Regions from separate parts of the Mus musculus genome. Here all the other regions are linked to region 1. The links are chromatin contacts, called in public Hi-C and promoter capture Hi-C maps. All regions are on one chromosome and are shown on one strand. Each heading gives the region's core, a stretch centred on a gene start, on an enhancer-like site or on the middle of the called end of the contact. The rest is flanking DNA. Distances are from core to core; before and after follow the strand shown. Region 1 holds the start of Asb16 (ankyrin repeat and SOCS box-containing 16). Region 2 holds the start of 2810433D01Rik (RIKEN cDNA 2810433D01 gene). Region 3 has its middle 10 kb from the start of Meioc.

Evidence for each region. Promoter capture Hi-C pulls out the DNA fragments that hold promoters and counts their contacts. Hi-C and Micro-C count contacts between places; a contact is called where the count stands out from the background.
Region 2: a promoter capture Hi-C map of stem cell-derived epiblast-like cells shows a contact between it and region 1, with 3 times the contacts expected there. The contact joins the promoter of 2810433D01Rik here to the promoter of Asb16 in region 1. A contact is called at or near these places in 2 of 39 promoter capture datasets (embryonic stem cells and stem cell-derived epiblast-like cells) and 1 of 115 datasets of contacts at active chromatin or transcription factors (pancreatic cancer cells).
Region 3: a contact with region 1 is called in a Hi-C map of cortical neurons, with 2.0 times the contacts expected there. The contact joins the enhancer-like site here to the promoter of Asb16 in region 1. A contact is called at or near these places in 2 of 39 promoter capture datasets (the C10 cell line and cranial neural crest), 3 of 484 Hi-C or Micro-C datasets (cerebellar granule neurons, cortical neurons and embryonic stem cells) and 1 of 115 datasets of contacts at active chromatin or transcription factors (bone marrow-derived macrophages).

What each region holds. Positions count from the first base shown.
Region 1 is chr11:102,266,209-102,270,062 of GRCm38.p6, forward strand. Asb16 (ankyrin repeat and SOCS box-containing 16) reads left to right here and starts at 2,543. Exons shown (of 5, transcript NM_148953.3): 1 at 2,543-2,915. The coding sequence starts at 2,615.
Region 2 is chr11:102,622,472-102,626,721 of GRCm38.p6, forward strand. 2810433D01Rik (RIKEN cDNA 2810433D01 gene) reads right to left here and starts at 1,945. Exons shown (of 4, transcript NR_033474.1): 1 at 1,807-1,945.
Region 3 is chr11:102,653,272-102,657,497 of GRCm38.p6, forward strand. No RefSeq gene overlaps it. Among named protein-coding and RNA genes, the nearest start is that of Meioc, 10 kb to the right of the region's middle. Within about 2 kb of position 2,715, at least 54 of the 459 cell types and tissues checked have an H3K27ac peak or open chromatin away from gene starts, as enhancers often do. A contact at or near this core is called in bone marrow-derived macrophages and cortical neurons, where this site is marked.

The sequences.
Region 1 (3,854 bases), core at 1,293-3,792:
CTAGCGTAGGCCTGGGCCAGGCCCATCTAGGTGGTCCTGTCAACCAAACCACCTTGTGTTTGCAATCGGTCACCTTGAGCCCTGGTCCCTCCTGCCCAGTCTCAACTAAGGCCAAACTGTTTGCTATCCTAGTTTGTCGGTGCTTCACTGCACCTCGGACTGAGCTAGGAGGCCGACTGAGCTCCAGATCCCCTGGCACTGGTCCCTCCAGATCAACTTCTGCCCCCAGCCCCCCACCCCCACCCCCGTCCTTTCCCTGCCGTCCAAGCCTACACAGTGGTATCTCTGAGGGACAAAGCTGTAGTGAGTACTTTTCAGGCTGCTGAGGCAAGAAAGCAGGGCAGAGGTTAGGCTCTGACTGTTAGATGCCTGGGGAGCGAAGGGACACCCACCACTTTGGCCCTCCTCGACCCCACCCAGCTTTGCCACACTCCCAACCCTGGGAACTCAGCTGTGGGTGCTCCGCTAGGCAGTCAGCGGGGCAATTAAAACATGGTATGGCTTCCAGTGGGGTTAATCATAGCTGCGTCCATAGAGGTGCCTTTCTCTGAGGATCTTCAAACCCTCACTAGGCATGATCTCACTCTTCATCTGGGACCCCCTCCCTGGAACACCACCAAGAAGCTGGGGCCAAGCACAGACTGACTGAACAGAGGGTGAGGGACGTGCCGGAAAAGGCCCAGGTCACTGCCACCCACTCTGGGTGGTGGGTGAGTGTTTGTTCTGGCAGAGAATAGGGACCTTCATTCAATGTTCAGAGAGGCCAGCCTGCCATGAGCCAAGGGCTCCTAAACATTGTGTCAAGACCGACCATGCCAGGGCCTGCCCCAGAACCCACATTTAGCATGGTAGAATGATGTCTCTGGCATGGGTACTTTGCCAAACCCATCCGATGGCCTTCTAGTTGAGTAGCTACTGCAGGCACACCTCCACACAGCAGAGTGCCTTGAATGGGTGAGTTAGGAGACCCCAAGCCACTGGGACAGCAGGGAAGGGTAAAGGACCTGGTGAGAATGCTGTGTGGCATGGGGCCAGACCAGGGATTCGGGATTTCTCTGGAAGAGCCTGAGCCAAACTGCAGACATTTTTAAGGAAAAGTGACCTTCTTGGATAGGTGATTGTGACAGGGCTGAGTGTGGTCAGAGGAAGGAGACACAGGCTAGACCCATCCAGGCTGGAGGCTAGGAACTGAAGCTGAGGACAAAACTGTAGGAGAGACATTCTGTGTGGGAGCCTGCGGCCAGGGGGAAGTGAGAGATACAGAGGAGGAGAAGGTTGCTGGAGAGTGGGTGGGAGCAAGCACCGGGAGCAAGGAGGGACCCACATGGCATTGCCAAGACACTGCAGAGCCTGCAGTCTTGAAGACAGAAGCCCGCTGACATCCCTCCACCCTCCCCTGCCAGCTAATCGACCAGCTGTTGTTGTTTCCGCGGCCTCATTCCTCCCCCTAGAGGCTCCTGGAAGTACAGCCATTTCCTCCTAAAGCGAATGGGGCGTAGTTTCCCAAAAGTCTCATCCCTTCAGTCTCCACTTCCAAGGTCAAATCCCTGGACACATCCGCAGTCAGGCACGTGATTCCCCTAGAAACCAGGGAGGGAAAAAAAAAACTAGTCACTGAAGGTAGAGACCGTGCCCAGTTTCGGCATGAGGGGACAAGAAGAGGATTTGCTCAACTGTCTACCCAACATAGCACTACCCTCTAGGGTACTTATCTAAAGTGTGGCCCACTGGAGGCCTTGGCACACCCCCACAAGCTATGTAACTTTGAGTCAGTTTTACCTTTTTAAGACTTAAATTCCACCCAGGTGTGGTAGTGTATCCCTTTAATCCCAGCATTCCTGAGGCAAAGGGAAGTGGATCGCTGAGTTCAAGGCCAGTCTGGTCTACAGAGCTAGTTTCAGGACAGCCAGGACTACACAGAGGAACCCTGTCTCAAAAAACAAAAACAGCAGCACTGCCAACAACAAAACCTTACGTCCTGTAAGTCTCTATCCATCTCAGGTGCTGAACTGAAATTCTTAGCTTGGCCTCATTTCCTGACCAAATCTGTCTTGTATTACAACACTGACTGGTCATCTGAGTAGAGATGGATCTGAGAGTGATTTCAGTTCTAGAAAGCATGGTGTGTGTGTGCAGTGGTTGCTGTTATTTCAAATTCAGGAAGAGTGGTTTGGCTTCTTGGAAGCTCTCTCCACTTCCCCAGACTGAGGTCTATGGGCCATCCTGGGCTTCTACCCTTTTTACCAGCCAATACTTCAGAGGCTGCAGGACCCTGGTCCTTCCTCTACCCTGTCCTGCCCACCCATCTCATGGTTGACTGCTTTGACTAGAAGGCTCACTCCAGAGAAGTGGGGTCCAGGAGTGACCTTTGGCTGAGGCCCTGTTGACCAACAAAAGGGTACCAGCAGGGTCAGAGGCTGGCCCAATACCATCTGCATTAAGATCATGACTCTAGGCAAACTGTTTACCAATGCAGTGAGGGGCCTATTTATAGCCTCAGCTGTTTCTCCAGCTTACCAAGAAGGGGGCAGGGTGGCTCCCCAGAGCAAGGTGCTAGCTGGGACAAGGAACGATTCTCTGCCTAGGTGGCACTGCCCAGACCACTGGACCCCTCATGGCAGGGGAGAGCTTTCCTTTCACATCCTCCACACTGCGTGCTCTCCGCCTGCAGAGAGAGTGGCTGGACTGGGAGGACAGGAGGAGAGCTGCTGCCCAGCAGTGCCGCAGGCACAGGGACCTCCCTTGTCCCCAGGCCCAGCTCCTTAGGCCTCGCCGCTCCTGCCGAGACCCAGCTGTCCACAATGCCCTGTTCTCTGGGGACCTACAGCAGCTCCAAATCCTGTTCCAAGATGAAGACGCTGCCAATATGATTGTGGAGACTGTGAGCAACCAGCTGGCCTGGTCAGCGGAACAGGGTAGGGAACACCACCTAGGAGGACAGAAGAGGGACAGGAGTGGGGGTTGGGAAGGGAAGAAGAATCCATACGCCACTTCTCCGTAAAGAGCCTAGAACGGACCCATAGTCACCCATATTAACTCTTTCCTAAACAGTTGAGGCCAACCACGGTTTTCCTCAAACTCATAGAGATCCACCCGCCTCTGCCTCCTTCATGTTGGGATTAAGGGTGTGAGCCACTATGCCCACCCTCCAAATTTTTTTGGTTTTTTTTTTTTTTTTTCACTATAGCCCTGGCTGTCCTGGAACTCACTTTGTAGACCAGGCTGGCTTCCAACTCAGAGATCTGCCTGCCTCTGCTTCCTAATCTGCTGGGATCAAAGGTGCATCTTACCACCACCTAGCTAAAGTTATATTCTCTCTCTCTCTCTCTCTTTTTAAAGATTTATTTATTTATTATATGTAAGTACACTGTAGCTGACTTCAGTTGCACCAGAAGAGGGCATCAGATCTCATTACCAATGGTTGTGAGCCACCATGTGGTTGCTGGGATTTGAACTCAGTACCTTCAGAAGTAGTCAGTGCTCTTAACCGGCTGAGCTATCTCGCCAGCCTTAAAGTTATATTCTCATATAACACATATACAGATTGTAAATTTTGGCTTTGGTTAATTATATGCACTATATTACTATAGCGTTATATATATGAAAATATACACACATACATATATATCCATGTTTCTCTTACAGTTTCCTGCTATAGTAGACAGTTTTTATGAAACTCATATGCAATTTTTCCTTACCATTACTGACTTTGGGGGTTAGGGAGTGGTGTTGTAGGGAGAAAAGCCAAGCCCCTCCTGCTGAGCCACCCCACCAGCCCCATCTTATTTGGGGGCTAGAGGATTGAACTCTAATTTGAATGCTAATAACCATTGTCTTCGCCACTGTGCTCCGGC
Region 2 (4,250 bases), core at 695-3,194, 360 kb after region 1:
GCAGAGATCTCACCCCTTTTTCTGAATTCCCTCCCAGGTCCCTCTGGGGACCCTCTACATAGTCCCTGTAGACTGTTCTTGTTGGAGGCTCCTTCACAGTCCTATTTCTTGTAGATCTGAGATGACGGATCTTATGTCCCCAACTCGACTCTTGTCACAATGGAGTCAAAGGAGGGACTCAGGAGAGACTCTTGGCAACTTTCTCATATTCAAGATAATGAGACTGAGACCAAGGTCAGGGAGAGGATGTGTCTTGTCTGAGCTGAAGTCAGGTCCATTTCTGACCTTCAGGGCAGGGGCACCCTCTTCATCCCATAACCTCCTGCCAGTGTCCCTTCCCCTTCCCCATCCCAATCCTTCTCTTCCCACTCTTCCTTCCCTAGCTTCCCTTTAGCATAGAGTGGCAAGGACTTGGGGTAATAATGGGTGTGGTTGTTTGAATGAAAATGGCCTCCACAGATTCACAGGAAGCACAGTATTGGGGGATGTGGCCTTGTTGGAGGAAGTGTGTCATAGGGAGTGAGCTTCGAAGGTTCAGAAGCTCAAGCCAGGCTCACTATCATTCTGTCTTCCTGCTGCCTGCCCACCCAGATGTAGAGCTTTCAGCTCCTTCTCTAGCACCCTGTCTGCCTGTTGCCATTGCCATGCTCCACCATGACAATAATGAACTAAATAAACCTCTGAACCTGTATGCTAGCCCCAATGTAATGTTTTCCTTTGGAAGAGTTGCTGTAGTCAGCCGGGCGTGGTGGCACACGCCATTAATCCCAGCACTTGGGAGGCAGAGGCAGGCAGATTTCTGAGTTCAAGGCCAGCCTGGTCTACAAAGTGAGTTCCAGGACAGCCAGGGCTACACAGAGAAACCCTGTCTCGAAAAAACAAAACAAAACAAAACAAAAAAAGTTGCTGTAGTCATGGTGTCTCTTCATAGCAATAAAACCCTAACTAGGACAGTAGGCAACAGGGAGCCTTCCCTGGTGAGTGTGTACTTGACTCATTTATGGAATGTGTGAGGAACAGGAACATAGACACACTTCTGAGCAGTCTCTCTCTCTCTCTCTCTCTCTCTCTCTCTCTCTCTCTCTCACACACACACACACTCATACCTATACTTTCATTAGTCCCTATGTGGTCCCCCAGTTCCCTAGATGGACCCTCACCATTGTCTACAGCTAGCATAACTTTGGGCGACAGGTACAGGGCGCACGCACAACTTCTTCTGGCCCTGGATCGAGAGGTGGAAAGAAGACAGGTCTATATTATCAATACAGTATACCTGTGTCCCCTTGGGACTCCTGTCCCTGGGTCCCCAAATGCACCTCACTGCTCCCCCTGCATCTTCACACCCCCTTTTTTGGGGTGAGGGAGGGAGTGTCAAACTCAGGCCCTCTGCTCAGTTAGGCAAGCACTTTACTCAACTGCATCCTGGGCCTCTTTCACCTTCTTGATAAGAACCTGTTTGTACAAGTTCCTGCCTGGCCACAGGGTCTGAGAAGACACAGCCGGATCTCTTTATTAAACATAAGGGCAGATGCTTATCTTTCCTCTCAGAACAGGCTGCTACCTCCTTCTGGGCCATGCCAGCCAAGGGCACTGCCTGGTGAGACAAATTAGGTAACACTGTGCAGACCCCTGATACCTACTGCTGAGAGAGCGTTCAGCACTGGAGGAGGGGAGAGGTGCGGGGGGGAGGGGCCGTGATCCGTGAGGATCAGAGGAGTCTCTTAAAGTTCCTTCTCTCTTCCCTTCTCCTTGCTCCCACCCCCAGCCAGCAGCCCCAGCCCCAGCCATCTCAGTGCCCCCTACCTCTGGAAAAGCTGAATTGGGATTCGATCCCCAGCCAGTTGCTGAGTTCCGGAGCAGCTGTCCCAGGCTTGGGGGGAGGGGGTCAGGAATGCTGGGGCTGAGGCCTGGGCCGCCCCAGACAGAGCCGGCTCTGAATTCTGGGAATGTTTGTGCAGCTGGAGCCCATTAGGGGAGGGAGCTGGGCGCTTATTAATCCCAGCCTTGTTCCCCGGGTGGGGCCAGGGCCCCCGCACACGAGTGAAGGGGGAGGGGGCTTTGTTGGGAGAGGTGGGCCCCAGCCCTCAGGCCCCGCGTGGTTGTGTCTCAGATAGGAGACTGGACATCTACACCTCCCATCTCAGAGTACTGATGTCTATAATCATAGAGCCAGGTGTGGGCAAATGTCAGAGGCCTCTGGGGGTAGGGGGGACGGGACGTGACCAGGTCTGACAGAAGAGCTTTTACTGGGAGAGGCAGGGGACATTACTGGTCCTGAGAGGGACTTTGTATATTCCTGGAGCACCCTCTCTTGCCTTTCAAGAGCTCTTTCTGGCTGGCATCCTGGGTAGTGGAGAAAGGGGGTATGGGGTTCATATCTCCACTGTTTGAAATGTGTTCACAAAGCAGCTCAGGAAAGAGACTGGAGGCAGGGTGTCTGCATACAGTCAAGAGGGTGACATCTCGCAAGAGCTCCAGGAACTGCTATCTACCGGGGCTCCAGCTGGAGGAGTACATTCGAGGATTGTGCAGTGTATGATCTGCTTGGCCATACATAGCACTCTTGGGTGTAGGCTGGGATAACAGGGGCCTGGGTTTGATTCTAAATTGGTAAGCTGTAAGTCAAAAAAATCCAGGCAAGGGTTCCATCTCTACTGGTTAGCTGTGAGACCACGTGTCTCTGATTCTCCCTTCCCCATATGCTAATTGGAATAGTCTGTCCTATGCATCTCGCTGTTTGGCTGGATTGCCAGGGCATGCTAGATAAGTCCTCCACCCCTGGCTTTATCCCCAGCCACGCTAAGCTTCTCGTTCATGCTTGTCGCCCGTTTATGCATCCATGCATGGAGCCATCTGTCAAGCTTAAATGACTGCACGCCAGTCTCTGGTCGCTGAGGACGCTGGGCATTAGGCAGCTCGTACGTGTTGGGTGTGGGCTGGGTCAGTTGCACACACAAATGAAGTATCAATGGGAAATGTGCTTGAGCCTGGTGCTAGGGAGTGTGCAGGGGGAGGCGTGCGTACATCAGCAGTCTCGGGACGATGCTTGGGAAGGCAGCAATGCAGGTCTTATGGGGCAGAGCTGAGGTCCCATTGTAGTTATGGCACCCAGTCAGCTCTGTCACATCTCCAGTGAGGGAGAACTGCAGGTGGTTTGTTAGTTCAGTTCAATTGCACTCCATGTATATGAGTCTTTGCAGGTTAGAAACTCATGCAAGTGTGTGTGTGTGTGTTTGTGTGTGTGTGTGTGTGTATGCACACCCATGTGTCTGCATGTTCTCTGTCTCCACTGGGAAGCCAGGAATGGGTAGAGGGCTGGCTGGGTCAGAGGCTATGATGTCTTTCTCTTCACATTAAGTATGTCTAGAAGAGATGGCATTTCTCTTCCAATGAAAAGCTTCTGTCTCCTATACAGATTAGATGATGTCCAAGGCAGGTCTTGGGCTTCCAGAATTATGTAGGCCTACTTTAAATCCCAGTTTTCTTTCTTTCTTTCTTTCTTTCTTTCTTTCTTTCTTTCTTTCTTTCTTTCTTTCTTTCCTTCTTTCTTTCTCTCTTTCTCTCTCTCTCTCTTCCTTCCTTCCTTCCTTCTTCCCTTCCATCCTCCTCCTCTCCCTCCTCCTCCTTCTTCTTTGAATTTTCATGATAGGGGTTCTCTGTGTCGCATCCATGGCTGTCCTGTAACTCTCTCTGTAGACCATGCTGACCTCGAACTCACTGAGATCTGCTTGCCTCCCAAGTGCTGGGATTAAAGGCATGCATTGCCACACCCGGAAACCCAGCTTTCTTTATTTTATTTTATTTATTTATTTATTTATTTTGGTTTTTTCGAGACAGGGTTTCTCTGTATAGCCCTGGCTGTCCTGGAACTCACTTTGTAGACCAGGCTGGCCTCGAACTCAGAAATGGCCTTCCTCTGCCTCCCAAGTGCTGGGATTAAAGGCGTGCGCCACCATGCCTGGCTCCCAGCTTTCTTTAACAAGCAGTTCTTATATTAATCCATTGCCCTTGTGATCTGGGATGCAAGTGTGGAAGACTCTTAGACAAGAAGTACTCAGCTGAGAGGCTGTGGGGAAGAGGACAGGTGGCATTTGGAGGCATAACTGGGGAAACCTCGGACAGAAGTCCCCATTCCTCATTCATCCCCAGGATTCCAATTCTTTCTGTCCCAGTGACAGCCAACCTTGGTGTTCCTGTCCCACTTCATGGAAAATTCTCTGATATTTTGAAGGGACCCTTTGGACACT
Region 3 (4,226 bases), core at 1,465-3,964, 390 kb after region 1:
ACGTGAATGTGTATATGCATGCCACAACATACATGTGAAGGAAAGAGAACCACTTTGTGGGTTTGACTCTCTCCTTCTACTCTGTGGGTTCCAAGGATCAAACTCAGGTTTGGCAGCAATCACCTTTTACCTGCTGAGCCATCTCGCCGGCCCCTAGAAATACAGTTTATAATTGCCACAGCATGAATTGAAGCAGGGATAGACAGAGGACACAGAAGTGGGGGTATGAGGAAGAAGAACTTTAGCGGGAGACAATACAAAGAGTGACAGAATCCATGAGAGCCCCAGGGCATCCTGGGTCAGGGTGGACATAAGCTGCTAATGGGAAACAGAGTCAGAAGGAGGGGTTCAGGACTCGGGAGAACATCAAGGATGGGGGAGCTTTCAGATACCATCCTCCCTGGGGAAACGTTTCCCAAAGAAGGCAGTATGGTGCAGTAGGAAGACCACCCCAAGGATGTACCGAGTTCCTGTGTGCCGGGTTGCAGACCAAAGCAAAAGCCAAGATCGCTGTTTGTGAGCTGAGGACCCTCTGGTGGGTCTTCCCCTCCCTCTCCCGCCCCCACAGAATATAGATTAACATCTGGGTTTCAGCTTTATTTTCACCCTTAGCTGTGTGTTTAAAAAGAAGAAGAAGTCTAATTACAACTAGATGCCCTAACTTCATTCCAGCTTTTTTTTTTAAAGATCTATTTTCATTTTATGTATTTATTTTATGTGTACGGGTGCTTTGCCTGCATATGTGTCTGCGCACCACATGCGTGCCTGGTGCCTGGAGTGGATCAGATGAGGGCTTCAGATCCCCTGGGACTGGAGTTAGAGAGGTGCGTGTCTACACGGGTGCTGGGAGCTGAGTGCGGGTCTTCTGGAAGAGCTCCTCGCCCTCAGAACTGCTGCACCATCTCGCCAGTCCCAGGATTTATTTTTACTAATATGTTTAGGTGTGATGTGTACATATGGATACTTGCACATGAGCACAGGTGCCTGCAGATGCCAGAGGTCATGGATTCCCCCTGAGCTGGAGTTAGAGGAATCGGTAAGCGGCCAGATGTGGGTGTTTGGAACTGAACACAGGTTCCCTGGAAGAGCACTGAGTGCTTTTCACTGCTGAGCTGTCTCTCCAGCCCCTGGCCTCCCTCTTTTTTAACAGATAACTAAAAATTTAAGGACCAAGTGGCTTGTTCAGTCCCAGAGATCACGATAACCTCTAGGAGGCATTGGTGTATCATGAATTCATACCTTCTGATACCAGTCATCCACAGAGCAAGGCCTGCTCATCCCAGAGGTGGCCTGTCTCTCTGCAGCTGCGAGAGAGAGGAGTCTGGGCTGGGCACGCCTGAGTGCTTCAACTTTCCCCAGATATTCCAACTCTGCTTCCATATTTAAACATCCATCTGGTCTTTGTCCCATGTATTTTCCTTTCCACTTTAAAATGTGAGTGTCCTTCTGAGGAAAAGCCAATCCATGTGTTTTTGATTCATTTAAATTTAATTTCTCAAAATTAAAAAAAAAAAGGGCAGACATCACTGAGTTTCACACATATTCAAATGACAGGAAATAGAGAGAGGCCACGTGTGGGTAACTGGGTGTGAGAGACCTCAGGTACTCCTGGGGCTCTCCTGCTCAGGAAATGATGTCGCTCAACCTTACAGTGGATGCTGAGCCTGGCTTTATTTCCTTATTCCAGTGCCAGCTCCAGCAAGGGGGCAGTTATAACACCTGGGCCAGCCAGCATTAAGAATATAATAAAACAACGAGTGAATCTGAACTTTGAAAACTTGGCTGGGGTGTGCAGTCAGGTCACGTGTAAGAGAAGAAGCAATTATTGTTTGGTGCTTCCTGTCTGTTGGGGTTTAAATTTACATAAACAACAAGAACAAAAAGGGTCTCACTATGTAGACCAGGCTGGCTTTGAACTCGCAGAGGTCTGCCTACCTCTGCATCCCAAGTGATAGGATTAAAGGCATGTGCTACCACATCTGCCCTTGCCTGTTATGCTTTGAATCTGAACTATCCCACAATGGCTCATGTTTGGAAGGTCTTCCCTCCACCCCCACCCCCCACCCCCCAAGCTGGCAGCATTATTTTTGGGAGGTGCTAGTTTACTCAGGATTCCACTAGGCTCTTCCCAGGGACCTAGTAATGACTTAAGTCACAATCACCTGCTGCCATCACCTGCCTCCATCACCTGTCATCTCTGCCAGGTGTGCCAGATGTGTATAAAAGGACTGCTGGCTACTCCAGGGCTCTCTCGTGCTCATTCTCTCTCTTCCTCTCTCCCTCCCTCACTCTCCCTCCCTCCCTGTCCTCTGTACTGCCCCCTTCTCTGCCCTCCTGCCTCTGCTCCAGCCTGTCTGCCTATGTCCACTGGTCTGCCCCTACCCCTTCCCAGGTTCTTCCCCCAGTAAACCCCCTTATACCAGATCTGCTGTGTGGTGTAGTTACTCGGGGACACAGCTTGGTATGGTCCTGCCAGGTACCCCAGCACAGGACTATACTTCATGACAGGAGGTTGTGCAACCTTTAGAAGGTGAGGCCTAGCTAGCGGAAGTAGGTAAATCAGGCCCGGCTTTTGACTATAGCCTAGTCCTGGTTTATTAAAGTTGGTCTCTCAGTGTCCTGTTTCACCGAGATGGGAATAGCCTGCGCCACTTACTTCCTCTGTTGTGATGGGAATAGTACTCCCTCTGCTGTGAAGTGAGCCACTCCTCCATGCCTCTACCAACAGGATGGCCAGGACAGGCTCTCCCACACAGAACCAGAATAACGCTTCGGTCCACTCCATGGCTTCTGTCAGCTATTTTATCCTAGCAACATGACAGTGACTAATACCCTGAGCATGTACTTATATAAGCCAGCAGGAACTCTGTATAAACATACTTGCTTATAACGATGAAATAAAAACCCATGCTGGGATAACTCGGGAGTGGTGGTGGTGGGGAGAGTAATGGTGACAGGACAGGTTTGTGGAATGTGCTGTAGTCAGGCAACTCTGGAGTAAACGTTTCGATTCATCACTTAGACGCAGGAACTTTAGGCGAGTGACTTTATCTCTATGAACCTCATCAACAAACCACTCCAAAGACCACTGTAAGAATTAAATGATATGTGGAGGTGCAATAGGGGGTTGGGGGGGGGCTGGAGAGAGCTGATATAGGCCTTTAATCCCAGCACTCAGGAGGCAGAGGCAGGTAGATCTCTGAGTCTGAGTGCAGCCTGGTCTACAGAGCCCAGAGCTACACACAGGAACCCTGTCTTGAAAATAAAGACGTCTTACAGGGAGGGGAGGGGCAGAATCAGCTCAGCAGGTGAGATTCCTTGCTCCCAAGCCTGATGGCTTAAGTTGGATCACAGAACCCACAGGGTGGAAGGAAAGAACCGACTGCCTTGAGTTCCACACGTCTACTGTGGCACGGGCAGAACTATCTGCACCCCCTATACAAATAAACTGCAATTAGTCTTTAACATTACAGTTAGCCTTTGAGCACCATCTTATGGAGAAGTTGAATATTACCATATTAAGCCATTCCATATTAAAACATGGCTATTACCATAATCAGATATGCCTTATTAAAATATGACTATTACCATATATGTTGGGTTAACCTTTTTTTTTTTTTTTACATTGTATGAAGGTGTGTCTCTGCATTTTCAGTTGTTAATTCTAAATGCTGGCAGGATATTGGTATTGTGATTTCTATGGGCCATTGCTGGCCTTATATTTGTAAAGACTTGTCCCTCCACATGGTCTCGGGTACTTGAAGTTCAGACAGCCCTCTATGCCTAGAGGCAATTTAAAATTGTGTGAGAGATTGTCTCGCTACTGACGGCTTGTCATAAACAGCTGACGGCCAATAACTGGAGCAGGAAATGGAGGGCAGAGCTTCCTGGCAGGGAGAATGACTCAGGAAGAAAGAAGCGGGAGATTCAGAGAGATTCAGAGAATGGACACCGAAGGAACAGACATGGACCATGGTGGAGTAAAAAAGTATGGATCTAGCCATGTGGCAAGATGGTTGGGTTAAGTTAGGTGAGCTAGATGGGAGAATGCTGTGGCAAAATGCCTAAGCTTTAAACAATATTAAAAGACTCTTCGTCATTATTTATACCACTGGCAGGTCCAAGGAAGTCCTGCTATAGAAGCTGACTATTATCATATTAAATTATGCCATATTAAAATATGACTTACTGCATTCAATTATTCTATCTGTCCTGTAGAGCAGATT